4 separate regions of the Mus musculus genome follow, and regions 2, 3 and 4 are each linked to region 1. A link is a contact called in public promoter capture Hi-C data. All regions are on one chromosome and are shown on one strand. Each heading gives the region's core, a stretch centred on a gene start, on an enhancer-like site or on the middle of the called end of the contact. The rest is flanking DNA. Distances are from core to core; before and after follow the strand shown.

Region 1 (3,123 bases), core at 475-2,974:
TCATTCAAAGCTCAGCCTCAAACCCTGTGCTTGCTTCCCCGCCCCTGGTCGTAGTGACCGTTTCAGAGACTCCAGGGGTGCAGGCTGCAGTTGATGAAAACTAAGTCGGATCCTGGTTGAGAGGCCATGCATGTTGCGTACCACTCCGCGTGTCCGTGTCCTGCCTGCGAAGATGTTGGAAATAGCATACGGGGAAAGAGCTTTTGCTTTGATTCTTTAATCTTGTTCCAGATTAAAGAATCGCGAGAGCTGGTGGGAGAGGAATCCCTTCTTAAATTCAACCAGTTTTGCCTCTATTGAGCGATTTCTTCTTAGCAGACAGGATTCTTAGCAAGGTAAGCATATATTGACTCAAGAAAAAGAAAAGTCTTACCCAGCGCCTTGTGCTTACCTAATACGACTTATACAAAATTTAATCCTTATGCGTAGGCAGCAAAAGGCATTATTCTTGCTTTCTATTGCGGCTGTGGCCACGCCTCCCTGGCTTGGCCGTCCTGCTGGCCCCTCACTCCCATCCCAGTCACACCTTTCAGTTTCGAATGAAGTCCTGTTCTGTGTCTTTAGTGCTTAGATATGTTCCAGTCTCCCCAATGCCTCGTTTCCGTCCTGAAAAGACTTCTCAGGCTTTACCGGATTCGTTTCCGTCTCGAAAAAAAACTTCTCAGGCTTTAAGTCTCTTGGCATACATACAAGAAAAGTGGTGGGGTTTGTTTTTCTTGTTTTGTTTTGGTATTTGTTTTAGTGTTGGAGGTCGAACCTAGGGCCTGCTAAGCATGCTTACCAGCCAAAGGCTCTCCCACTGAGCTGCACACCCAGTTCCTGGTTTAGCTCTTGTTTCTGTCTCCAGCGATGCTTTTAGGGCCCCCGTCGCTGCTCTTATCCATTCTTCCAGTCATAAGTCTCCCAGCCTGTCCCTTTGTCGCCCAGCCATTCCAAACTTGATTCCATCCCCTATATCGGACCTTGTTCCGCCTAAGCTAGGTTTTACAAGTTTAGTCTTCAGGCGCAATTAGGATCCCTAGTCCTTGAGCCCCTTCCCACACAAGTCATGGTTTCTGGGTTTGTTGCTCTGTTAACTTTTCCCTGCTCAAGTCATGCCTCCTGGGTATACATACGGTCTGGTCGCAGGCTGATCTCTGCCTTGGCAGTAACCCTAAGCCTTTTCCAGCACAAGCCAAACCTCCGCACGCCACTAGTCGCTTAGCTCTAGACGCGCCCCTTGTCTCTTCCTACTGAAGCCACGCCTTCCCATTGTTGTGGACGGCCTCCAATCAGCTCCTCTGCCGCTGGCCACACCCTTCCACTCGGCGGCGCTTTTTCAAATGCTAGTACTTTGGCCTTGTTTGCAACGCCTGCTGCCCTTCGTCTCTGTCTTTTATCCTCTCTCCCAGAGTCCCACTTTGGGAGTTTGCTGCTTTTCCTCTGACTGGCCTCCAGGCCCCCGGGCCCCCGGGCCCCCGGGCCTCCTGGCCCCTGGGCCCCTTGGCCACGCCTCAGGACCACTCCCCGCCCGTCGGAGCCACGCTTTCTAGGCGTGTTGCTTTCTTCATCCCAGCTTGCGTGGGGTCTACCTGCCTCTGCTCGCCACGTCTCCCGGCTATGACTACGCCCTGAGCCCCCTCCTCGCCAGAGTCACGCCTTCTGGGTTGTCTGCTGACCCCATTTGGGTTTGCTGCTTATACTTAGCTCCACCTCATGGCCACGCCCCCGAGGCATTCTTCACCTTCAGCCTTCTGGATTTGCTGTTAGCCTTCCTCTTGGCCCTGGCCACGCCTCGTGCCCCCTCCTCCACCAAGCCACATCCAGGTTTTCCTAGAGTCACGCCTTCTGGGTTGTCTGCGGACCCCTTTTGGGTTTGCTGCTTATACTTAGCTCCACCTTATGGCCACGCCCCCGAGGCACTCGTCACCTCCAGCCTTCTGGGTTTGCTGTTCGTCTTCCTCTTGGCCCTGGCCACGCCTCGTGCCCCCTCCTCTCCCAAGCCACATCCAGGTTTTCCTATTTCCAGTTCCATCCGCTAGCCAAGCCAGTCAGGCCTAGTCAGTCTCTAGTCTTGACCTCTAAACGGTCGTCAGCCCGCGCCTGTCCAGTCCCGGGGCCTCGGGCACTTTCCTAGAAAAGTAGGGATTCTCGGCGGGCCTCTGAAAGTCGCGCCGGTTTGGCCAGTCCGACCACCCCAGCGCTGTCCAGGGAACGCGGCCTCGCCGCCACCGGAAACGGAAGCGTGCGACAGCTGGACCATGGCGACTCTGTTTGACCTCCCAGACTTGGTGCTCTTGGAGATCTTCTCTTACCTCCCTGTCCGGGACCGGATCCGCATCTCCAGGTGCCGCCCCGCTCCTCGGGGGAAAGAGCCGGGCATGGGCTCGGCAGGAGATGCGGATCCGGTCCTAGCGGGCCGGGGTCGTTCTAACGGCCGGTCCACTCCTCCAGGGTCTGTCACCGCTGGAAGAGGCTAGTGGATGACCGGTGGCTATGGCGACACGTCGACCTGACGCTCTACACGGTATGCGGGACCCGGGAGCGGTGCGGGGAGAGCCACCCCCTGCCCTGGGACATGGGGGTGGGGGTTGCTTTATTTTGCTTTCTAGTGTTTGTTTGCTGTTTGTTTTATTTATTTATTTTTGATAGTTTCTTGAGGCTTTTATTTTTCTGGATTTTCGTTGGTGTTGCTTCTTGGGGGGCTGAGGGGGTTGTTTTGAGACAGGGCCTCTAGGCCAGGCTGACTTCAGCTTCCTATGAAGCCGAGGCTGAGCTTGATACCTACCTCGACCTTCTAAATATTGGGATTAGCAGCGTGGGCCCCATGTGTGGTTCCTGTGCTACTGGGAATGCAATTTAGGTTTCTTGAATGCTAGGAAGGAACACCTCTGAGTCACGTACTGGTTTCCAACTAACCACCCCCTGCAACAACCTCCTGAGTGCTGAAGTTACAGCTGTAGGAGAAGGCCCAGGAAGTGTTTGGGTTTTGTTTGTTTGTTTGTTTGTTTGTTTTCTCGAGGAAAAATTTCTCTGTAGCCCTGGCTGACCTGGAATTCTGCTTCTCCAGTGCTGGGACTAAGGGTATGCACCACCATACTCTGCTGGTTTGGTATTTAAGTGAGTTCGTGCTTGGAATTTTTC
Region 2 (3,130 bases), core at 132-2,631, 1.4 Mb before region 1:
GGTCATACACCTGGACATTTGTTCCTTTGATAGGGAATGGAAACCAGGACTGGCACCTACAAACACTGCCCCTCAGCTAATCCAAGCCAACAGGGATCTTGTTTCTGTGCCTGCTTCTGCTCACTGAGCAGGAAGCAACAGGAGAGTGAGATCCAAGTTCTTTGGGGCATCTGCGCTTAGCAGGCTCATTTAATGGGCGATGGGCAAATGCAAACGCTCACCAGGCTCATCTGAACCGTCCTTACAGTCGCAGTAGTCGTCGTTCACCTGATCGAATGGGATGGTGGCTGTGCCGTCCAAACAGGTGAAAGGTTTAGATTCTTCATAGAAGTGATGGTCTGGTGAGGGAAACAAGAAGCTCTGCTCAGATCTTAAATAAATATTACCTCTGTCCCACTCACTCACCAGCTGAAATGCTACGGGAAACGGAGGAAAAAGGCTGAAACGCCCCTCCCGATGCACAAAGAAGAGACTCACTGCTGAGGGAAACGCCCCGGGGTCTCTTAACTTCTACAGCCCAACAGAGGGGTAGTAGTAGTAGCAGCAGCAGCAGCATCCCGTCCGGGCCGAGACCGGAAGTGTGTTATGCGGCAGGAAGATACGCGATGGCCTCTCACTGTAGGAAAGAATGAAGAAGCATCTAATCATTGGGAGAAGGCAGCTTACCCAAGACCGGCCTCACCACTGCTTCCGGAAAAGGAGGGCACAATCGGAGTTGGAAGTGCAAGGGCAAGGGGCGTCTCTCCGCCCCGAGCCAGTGGAAGAGTCTCAAAGTGAACTCAAAACCATAGGTCTCTCGGTAAAGAGGTGAAATGGGCAACTCCCGCCAAAGGTTCAAAGGATTTACGATCCCTCCACACCACCCACCCTGCTGCAACCTATAAGAAACTAGGGTGCCTTCCTCCCATCGCTACTTCATCACCTACGCGAGGTAGAGGCAAAGGTCAATAGCCACCACACCAGGTTAGCTCAGCAGCCACGGTTCCTGCAGTAGAATAAGAGAACGGAACGCTCCGGATACGTCACTTCCGTTTTGCTCATCCCTCTTGGCGAACGGCAACTCCGGGACGCCATGTTAGGAGTGGCAAGAGTGCGTGTGCGGGCGCTGAGGCGGCCATCTTGAGTAGGAACATGAAGACCTAACCTTAGAACAGATCGGAAGTGTAGCGCTTAATGGCGGCGTAACGTGCCTCCATCTTGGGAGTGGCGGGTTACTGGCCACTGCCAGCGAACACGCAGGCGTCACGTGACCGCTACGCTCGCGCCTCTCTTTCGCTGGGCCTCTTTGTGGGACCGCCCCTCCGAACCGAGTCAGCCAATAAGAGCAGTGGAGTGTAACGCGGGCGGTTTCCTTGGGAACGTGGGCGGGGGGAGGAAGTTACTTAGCAACCGGGAGATGCTAAGAGGCCCGCAGCCAGGCAGTTAGCAGAAGTGCATTCCCAGAGCCTAGGGAACCAGCGTTTAGGATCCTGGATTATAGAGGCCAACTTGTAGTTATTCTCCTACCCCTTAGAGGCTTCCCGACCTTAACCCGATCACCATGACGTCCCCCCTGTGCTGGGCAGCCGCGACCACCACGGTGACTAGCCCGGAGCAAGCTCCAGCGCCCTCTTCCAAAGCCAAAGGCAGTAAGGTTCACCGAAGCAAGTCTATGGGCCGGGCACAGGCCTGGCCTGCACATCATCCCAAGTCAGCAACCTCCTTCCATGCAATGAAGTCTTCTGTGCACGCACAGGTGCTTGAGTTACAAAGAAAAATCCAACTGTTAGGTAAGTATGGCTGCAGACTGCACCGAAGGATCCGGGATCAACCGTGCCCACCAGGTCTTCTGAGTAGGCGCTATGTGTTTCTCCAGCACGAGTCTATGTGACCAACTTGAAACAAACACTCAAATCTTATCTTTCTTTCCCATTTCTTTGTACTATTACCTCTTCTAATGTGCATATGGGTGAGTGAAAAGCACAGATTCTAGAGTTTGTTTTTCTTTATTTATTGTTCTGTTTTGCGTTTCTGTGGGCAGAGTGCAGTACTCTCAGATGCCAGGAGAAGGCATTGGATCCCTTGGAGCTAGAGTTACAGGTGTTTATGAGCTGACCAATGTGGGTGCTTGAGACTAACAACCTTCCTCGCTCTGCAGGAGCAGCAAATGTCCTTAACCACTGAGCCATTATCCCTCCCACCCAAATTTTATTTATTTATTAAATTATTTTTGAGAGTTAGCCTCATGTGGCCCAGGCTAGCTTGAACTCAAAGGAGACCTAGCTCCACCTTTTTGGGTGATTGGCATGTGCCACCATGCGGGCATCATGCGGTGCTGAGGCTGGAACCCAGGGCTCTATTCATGCTACTCAAGCACTTTGCTGAGTTATATCTTCAGCCCAAAGAGAGTTTGTTTCTCTGGGGTCTGAATCCTTGCTCTGCATAAAAGTTGTTTGATCTTGGGGAACTTAGAGTCATCTAATTGTACTCAGTTTTTCCACCTGTAAAATGGGCATAGTAACTGCACAGGTAGTACTTGACATTCATAAAATGCTCATATAGTGCATTGTTAAGTAGTAGAAAGTAAAAACTAGTGGCTTCCCTGGAGGGGGAGGAGATAATGCTGCCCTTCCCAGAGACTATTTAGCAATGTCTGCAGACTTTTTTATCATTTTGCTGAATGCAGGAGGGTACTACTCCAGTTTATTAGGCATAGGCGAGGAGAAGGCTTTACATGTTATTAGGCCTAATACAGCCCCCACAGCAAAGAATTATCAAGACCAAATATTGCTTATGCCACAGTTTGGAAAAGCCTACTGTGATTTTGCTCATATTATTAAGAAGAAATCTTAAACCTGATAGTGGTGACATACGTCTTTTTTCTCAGTACTCAGCATGCAGGAGGCAGAGGCAGGCAGATCTCTGAGTTCAAGGCCAACCTTGTCTATAGAGTGAGTTCCAGGACAGCTAGGGCTACAAAGAGAAACCCTGTCTCAAAAAAAAAATGAAAATAAATAAATACATAAAAAATAAAAATACTGTAAATTAGACATGGTGGCCCATGTCTGTATTGAACACTTGGGAGGCTACGGTTGGATGATTGGCATTCGTTTGAGGACAGTATTGAGTATCTAGTGAGTTAAAAGCTAAC
Region 3 (2,748 bases), core at 158-2,657, 1.5 Mb before region 1:
CCCACTCCGCAGGCAGCCCGAGCAGGAGGGGCCTCGGCTCCCCTAGTTATGTCTGAAGAGCTTCAGGCCCATCCATGTCCACAGATGGAAGAACACGTACACAGGCACGGTGACCGGCAAGAGCAAGCTGTAGAAGCACAGGCTGCTGGCGCTGGTGCAGCCCTCTGGGAAGCCTTCCTCCACGGAGGCGGAGTAGAGCAGGCCTGCCAGCGAGACCAGTGGGATGAGGACGGTCATGGTGGGCAGGGACCGGATCATCTTCCTCCCTTCTTAAAAGGTTAACTGTCTCAAGAAAACTCAGTTGTTTGAAAAGTTCTGTTCTCGTGCGGGTGCGCTCTTGTCTTATCTTCCCCTTGTCCCGACTCCTCATTCACCCAGGCATGCTTCCCAAGGGCACGCAGAAAGTCCAGGGGTCCCAGGCCGAAGGTGCCGGCTCCTCAGCCTCCGCGTCACACGCAGCGGTTACCAGCGACTGCAGACACCACCTGTGTCCCTCGCAGCGCAGGCGAGAGGTCTTTTAACTGTATGAGAAAAATGCAAGATGACAAGATGAAGGGCAGGCGACGGGAAGGGAGAGGAAAGGATGGGGAAGCAGCCAGTACCAGCACTGAGTAGGTTAGAGACAGGATTGCTGGAACCGGCAGGCTGGCCTCGAACGTTGTGATCCTCCTGCATCAGCCTCCCCAAGCCACCACATCCGGCTAGAAAGAAGCCTTTAAAAAAAGGAGTGTCCTCCAAAACTGCCTATAGTGACCCCCATCAGAGGTATCAGTATTGAGGAGGCAGTGACAAAAGAACGGCTGCCAGACCATGCTTAAAACACTACAAGTGTCATGAATTACTTTGGGAAGTAAGCAATTTGAAAAACAGAATGAAGGACAGGTGGACTGATAATGTTTTTGTGAACTGGGGAAGCGGAATGCGACCTACAAATCCGGGTTCGCTTCAGACATCTGAGTGAGGCTTTCTATACGAGGACTGGCTGGGAACCAGCACCAGAACCTGGGGCCAGGTCACGAGCCACCCGCGGTCAATGCACAGACCGAAGACAGCGCCATCCCTTGGGCGCAGTCGCCTCGGGGACCAGAAGGGGCAACGAGCCCGCTGCAGTCTCTGACCGACGGAGGGACAGAGCCGAGCCGAGCCGAGCCGAGCCGAAGAAAACCGAGCCGAGCCGAGCGGGGCAAGACAGGACAGGGGGAACCCGGCCGAACCGAAAACGAACCAGCCAGACAAACGGAGTCGGCGGCGTCCATGGCGCAGACGCCAAGCTGGCGCGAGTCCCGCCCCAGCCGGTTTCAACAGCTCCTCCGCTCGTATTTCGAGACCCTCAACTCACCGTTTGCAGGCCTGTAGGAGTCCGGTCCCTTCGGCGCCTGGCGGTGACAGTCACCGCCCCACGAAGGCGGGACAGCCCGGCCAGCCGCCCAATCAAATCCCTGCAGGGGCGGGGTGAGGAACCCAGATCCCGCGATGGAGCCGGTCCGCGCGTGCTCATTGGACAGTTCACCTTGCCTTCGCTCCCAGGCTCAGGCTCCGCCCCCGTGGTCTTGATTGACGGGTGAGGCCAGAAAGACTCTGAGAGCACCGGATAGCTAAGGATCCCATCGTCTCTGGCTGGGCGTCCCCTATGCTAGTCCTGCTGGAAGTAGGAGAGGAACGTATTTGCCACAGTTTATTCATGGCGCTCCAGAGCAGACAGTGGGGTCTTTCTGCACTGAAAAGCCTTCCCCACTTTTTTTTTTTGGTTTTTCGAGACAGCCCTGGCTGTCCTGGAACTCACTCTGTAGAACAGGCTGGCCTCGAACTCAGAAATCCACTTGCCTCTGCCTCTGCTGGGGTTAAAGGCGTGCACCACCATGCCCGGCTGCCTTCCCCACTTCTAATTGATAAACTTGAATCCTGAATCGCACCTGGCCTCAGCCACTATCATCTATCCTCTTAAGCAGCGGAAAGATGACTGATACATTATTTTACGTATGAATCGGTAAATGGCAAAATAATAGTTTGTGCTGATGAGATGGCTCAGCGAGTATAGGCGTTTCCTGCCAGGTCAGACTACCTGAGATCGACCTTCCGGTACCCACATGGTGGAGAACTATTTTCCTCTGACCTCCACACATGTATTGTGGCACACCTGAGTGTACTCCCGCAAAAAGTGCAAAATGAAGTTTTAAGAGAAAATGTAGCCAAGCACACTCCTAATCCTAGCACTCCTTAGGCAAAAGCTAGCGGATTTCTGTGAGTTCGAGACCAGCCTGGTCTACATAGCAAGTTCCAGGTCATCCGGACTACATAGTAAGACGATGAGTGTGTGTGCCTTGGGGTTGGGGGGAGGGACGGTGTTCGTAAATGCTGTCCACGGGGCCGGCCACTGCCTTGCCTAGTGAGGCAGTGTTATCTCTGATCCCAGCGTAAAGAAAAATGAGGCTGAGCTAGGATTCTGCACAGTACTGCACAGGAAGCTCCATCCCTTAATCTTCCCGCAAGCTAAAAGATCAGAAAGTTTTTCTTCTCAGAGGTAAGTAGTGGTATAGAGTCCGTGCAGCTTCTGTTGCAACCACAAGGTGGCAGGAGAGAGCTGAGGACAAACCATCCTATGGTTTACACAGAGCAAGTAACAAACATTTTTTAATTTAAAAATTTAAAATCGGAACAAAAAATAGCCAGCAAGATAGTTCAAGAGGTAAAGGCACTCACTACACACGCCTGTGAAAAGGCCAGTATTGGCGCAAGATACCCAAGACC
Region 4 (3,093 bases), core at 12-2,511, 1.3 Mb before region 1:
CCAAGCCTAGGGCATCTGGCTGCAACCAGCACTGTGCAGGAAAATATCGCTTAAGTAATGGCAGATGTGGGGCATCGGCCTCTGCTTCTTTCTGGGTTTCAAGGGCCACAACAAGCCCACAACTGCCATTGGCTCCAAGACGGTGGCTAAAGAAGGCAGCAGTATCCAGAAGCAATGCAGCCAAGTAGGCGGCTTCCTGGGCACTGGGATCCTCTGCGAGATATTCTTCCAGGCCGTCCAGGAGTAGAAGGGATGGGGTCGGTGCTGGGGCCTCATGGGCAGAGGCCAGCAGCTGGAGAAGCTCTTGAATTGAGGATGGGTACTGGAAACGAACCTTCTAGAAGATAGGAAAAGGCTAGACTTAATATAGGAGGTCAAAACTCCCTATTATGGCTACCTCACTTCTATACTTTCCGGTCTAGGCTCTCATGGTCCATATATAAAGTTCCAGGATGAAGCACCAGCTCAAATACTTCACCCTTGTCACCTGCCCTTCTCCAGCAGTTGTCACTGCTCAAGATTATTTAAGGAAAAAACATTTTTTTTCTTTAATACAGGGCCTCATGTGACCCAGGATGATCGCAAACGCGTTTTGTAGCCAAGGATGGCCTGACACTTCTGAGAACTGAATCCCAGGCATATATTATCAAGTCTGGTTAAAGGGATAGAAAGAACCCAGGGCTTCGCGCATGTTAGGTAAATTCTCTGTTCAGTTAATCCCAGTCCGTATTTTTTTGTTGTTGTTTTTGGTGGTTTGTTTTGGTTTGTCACCCATGCTCACCAATGCCGCCCGACCACAGGACGGTCTTTCACTTCATCTTAACTAAACCCGCACTGTCCCGTCCCACGACCCTACTCCGCCTCTTCCACCCACCACTTCCACAGACGCTTTATGACGATTTAGTTGTGAATCTACGATTCACGCTGCCATTTGCCTATCGAACTGTCACTCAGGCGCGAACTAGCCCGCCATTGGGTAACGCATTGCCAGGTCCAGCCCTCCGTTTACCTGGAGCCGCCAATGCTCTCGCGCTGTGGGTGTACTGAGCGGCAGGCTCTGAAGGGGCCTTCGCGTCACGAAGAGGACGGACCCGCGGCCTTCCCCTGCCGCCTCAAGGGCGGCTGCAAACAGCAGCGACGTCTGCGCAGAGCGCGGAGCGCCGAGCAACAGCAATGGCGGCCCGGCAGCGCCATCCTCTCCTGGCCTTGCCGCGCAGCCGGCATTCAGCACCCGCCTCAGCGCCTCCGCCATTTGCTGAGTGCCGCTGACCAATCAAAAGCGATATCTCATCTTGGGCCCGCCCACACAGAGGCCTCATTGGCTATAGTTCACAGACTAAGTTCGTCGCTGGAGCTGTCAGCCAATGATCAAAACACGGAGCGTGGAGGAAGTGGGTACTTTGAGGGAATTGCTGCAAGAAGCCGTGTGATCGATTAAAAGGAAAGGAAGGTCGAGGGTCCAAACGTGCTCCAAAGAGACGCCCAGGCTCTAGGTCGGAGCTGTAGAGAATGGCTCAGTCGTTACGAGCACTGGCTGCTCCTCCAAAAGACCCGGGTTCAGTTCCCACCATCTACTAGGTGATTCACAGCCATGCACAAGTACAGTGTGAGGGAATCCGACGCCCTCTTCTGGACTCCGCGGACACGTGGCACCCATATATTTATGGCCCCGCGCTTATACACACACTCATGTAAAAATAAATCTAAACATTAAAAAAAGTAGAAGCCGGTCGGTGGTGTCGCGCACCTTTAATTCCAGTACTTGAGTGGCAGAGGCAGGTGAATCTCTTAAGATCAAGGCCAGTCTAGAGAAACCGTCTCAAAAAAAAAAAAAAAAAAAAGTAGGTTCCCTTAGATATATATTGAGGTTTGCAACCAGCCTGAGTTACATGAGCACCTATCTTTAAAAATAATAATAATGATGATGATAACCAGACTTTTAGCTTGCCCACCTGCAAAATGAATATTGTGATTCCATGTGATCATTGTAATGCGTTGGTGTGAACAATTGCTGATGTCACCGAAGCAAAGTTCACAGAGACCTGTTTGCTTGTCTCTGCATAGTTGAATATGGGGAATTTTATTTTTTGGTAGGGTCCCAGACATTTTAGCCTGTGCCACTATGATAAGTTAATACAAGGCTGGGGGTGAAATTCGGGGTTTTGTCCATGCTGAGCAGGCACTCTGCCCTCCATGGGGGGAGGGGTGATTACATTTATTTAGTTGGTGTGAGTGTGTATATACTCCCATTGACACAGAGTGCATGCACTCTGAGGACAACTTCTGGGATGGGATGCAGTTCTTTCTACCCCACCATGTGTGTCCCCTGGATGACAGATTTTTAAAAAAAGATTTATTTATTTATTTTATGTATATGAGTGCTCTGTCTTCATGTACACCTACATGACAGAAGAGATCATCAGATTCCATTGTAGATGGTTGTGAGCCACCATGTGGTTGCTGGGAATTGAACTCAGGACCTCTGGAAGAGCAGTCAGTGTTTTTTAACCGCTGAGCCATCTCGCCAGCCCCTGGATGACAGATCTTCAGGGCTGGTGGCAAGAGTCCTCTAAGCCATCTCACTGGCCCCGATTTCTGGGATTTTTTAAAAATCTTTTTTTGTGTGGGCGTGTGCAGGATTACCTGTGCCACCTAGCGTGTGGAGGTCAGTCCTTACCTTCTAGCTCATTTGCACAGTGTGTCTTGTTCACTGCTGTGTATGTCAGACTGGATGACCGTCACAGCCCCACCACGAGACCGATCCTGTGTCCAGTGTTTAAATGGGTCGACTCTCAGGCTCGTGCCTGTACATCCTGCACTGTACATACTGAGACCTCTCCCAGGTTCCCTGTATGAGGGCCCTTTAAGAGGCCTGTCATCTAACTTTCTTTTTGGCCTGGGACCTTCTTAATGCCTGCTTGTATTAAGAGGAGAGAGAAAATTGTGTGTGTGTAGAAAGAGAGAGAGAGAGAGAGAGAGAGAGAGAGAGAGAGAGAGAGAGAGAAGAGAGAATGAGGGCTTCATTCACAAGAGTCTATGACCACACTGGAAAAGTGCAATTCTTGTCAAGTCACTGAATGAAAGAGGAAGAAC

Evidence for each region. Promoter capture Hi-C pulls out the DNA fragments that hold promoters and counts their contacts. Capture Hi-C pulls out chosen DNA fragments and counts their contacts.
Region 2: a contact with region 1 is called in a promoter capture Hi-C map of liver, with 2.7 times the contacts expected there. The contact joins the promoter of Ccdc151 here to the promoter of Fbxl12 in region 1. A contact is called at or near these places in 3 of 39 promoter capture datasets (erythroid cells, liver and pre-B cells), 2 of 484 Hi-C or Micro-C datasets (CD4 T cells and regulatory T cells), 1 of 115 datasets of contacts at active chromatin or transcription factors (double positive thymocytes) and 2 of 9 other capture datasets (adipose tissue and liver).
Region 3: a contact with region 1 is called in a promoter capture Hi-C map of adipose tissue, with 4 times the contacts expected there. The contact joins the promoter of Pigyl here to the promoter of Fbxl12 in region 1. A contact is called at or near these places in 2 of 39 promoter capture datasets (liver and pre-B cells) and 3 of 9 other capture datasets (adipose tissue, liver and macrophages).
Region 4: a contact with region 1 is called in a promoter capture Hi-C map of liver, with 3 times the contacts expected there. The contact joins the promoter of Swsap1 here to the promoter of Fbxl12 in region 1. A contact is called at or near these places in 2 of 39 promoter capture datasets (erythroid cells and liver), 1 of 115 datasets of contacts at active chromatin or transcription factors (double positive thymocytes) and 2 of 9 other capture datasets (adipose tissue and liver).

Annotation. Positions count from the first base shown.
Region 1 is chr9:20,641,407-20,644,529 of GRCm38.p6, reverse strand. It overlaps Fbxl12 (F-box and leucine-rich repeat protein 12), which reads left to right and starts at 1,724. Exons shown (of 3, transcript NM_013911.3): 1 at 1,724-2,326; 2 at 2,434-2,506. The coding sequence starts at 2,241. Ubl5 (ubiquitin-like 5) reads right to left here and starts at 1,194. Exons shown (of 5, transcript NM_025401.4): 1 at 1-1,194.
Region 2 is chr9:22,000,885-22,004,014 of GRCm38.p6, reverse strand. Ccdc151 (coiled-coil domain containing 151) reads left to right here and starts at 1,381. Exons shown (of 13, transcript NM_029939.3): 1 at 1,381-1,769. The coding sequence starts at 1,541. Prkcsh (protein kinase C substrate 80K-H) reads right to left here and starts at 1,027. Exons shown (of 18, transcript NM_008925.2): 1 at 927-1,027; 2 at 478-616; 3 at 222-338. The coding sequence starts at 556.
Region 3 is chr9:22,155,505-22,158,252 of GRCm38.p6, reverse strand. It overlaps Pigyl (phosphatidylinositol glycan anchor biosynthesis, class Y-like), which reads right to left and starts at 1,407. Exons shown (of 2, transcript NM_001082532.1): 1 at 1,340-1,407; 2 at 1-521. The coding sequence starts at 258. The coding sequence ends at 43.
Region 4 is chr9:21,953,921-21,957,013 of GRCm38.p6, reverse strand. It overlaps Swsap1 (SWIM type zinc finger 7 associated protein 1), which reads right to left and starts at 1,261. Exons shown (of 2, transcript NM_025870.1): 1 at 1,010-1,261; 2 at 1-337. The coding sequence starts at 1,252. Gm45914 (predicted gene, 45914) reads left to right here and starts at 1,008. Exons shown (of 1, transcript NR_132099.1): 1 at 1,008-1,730.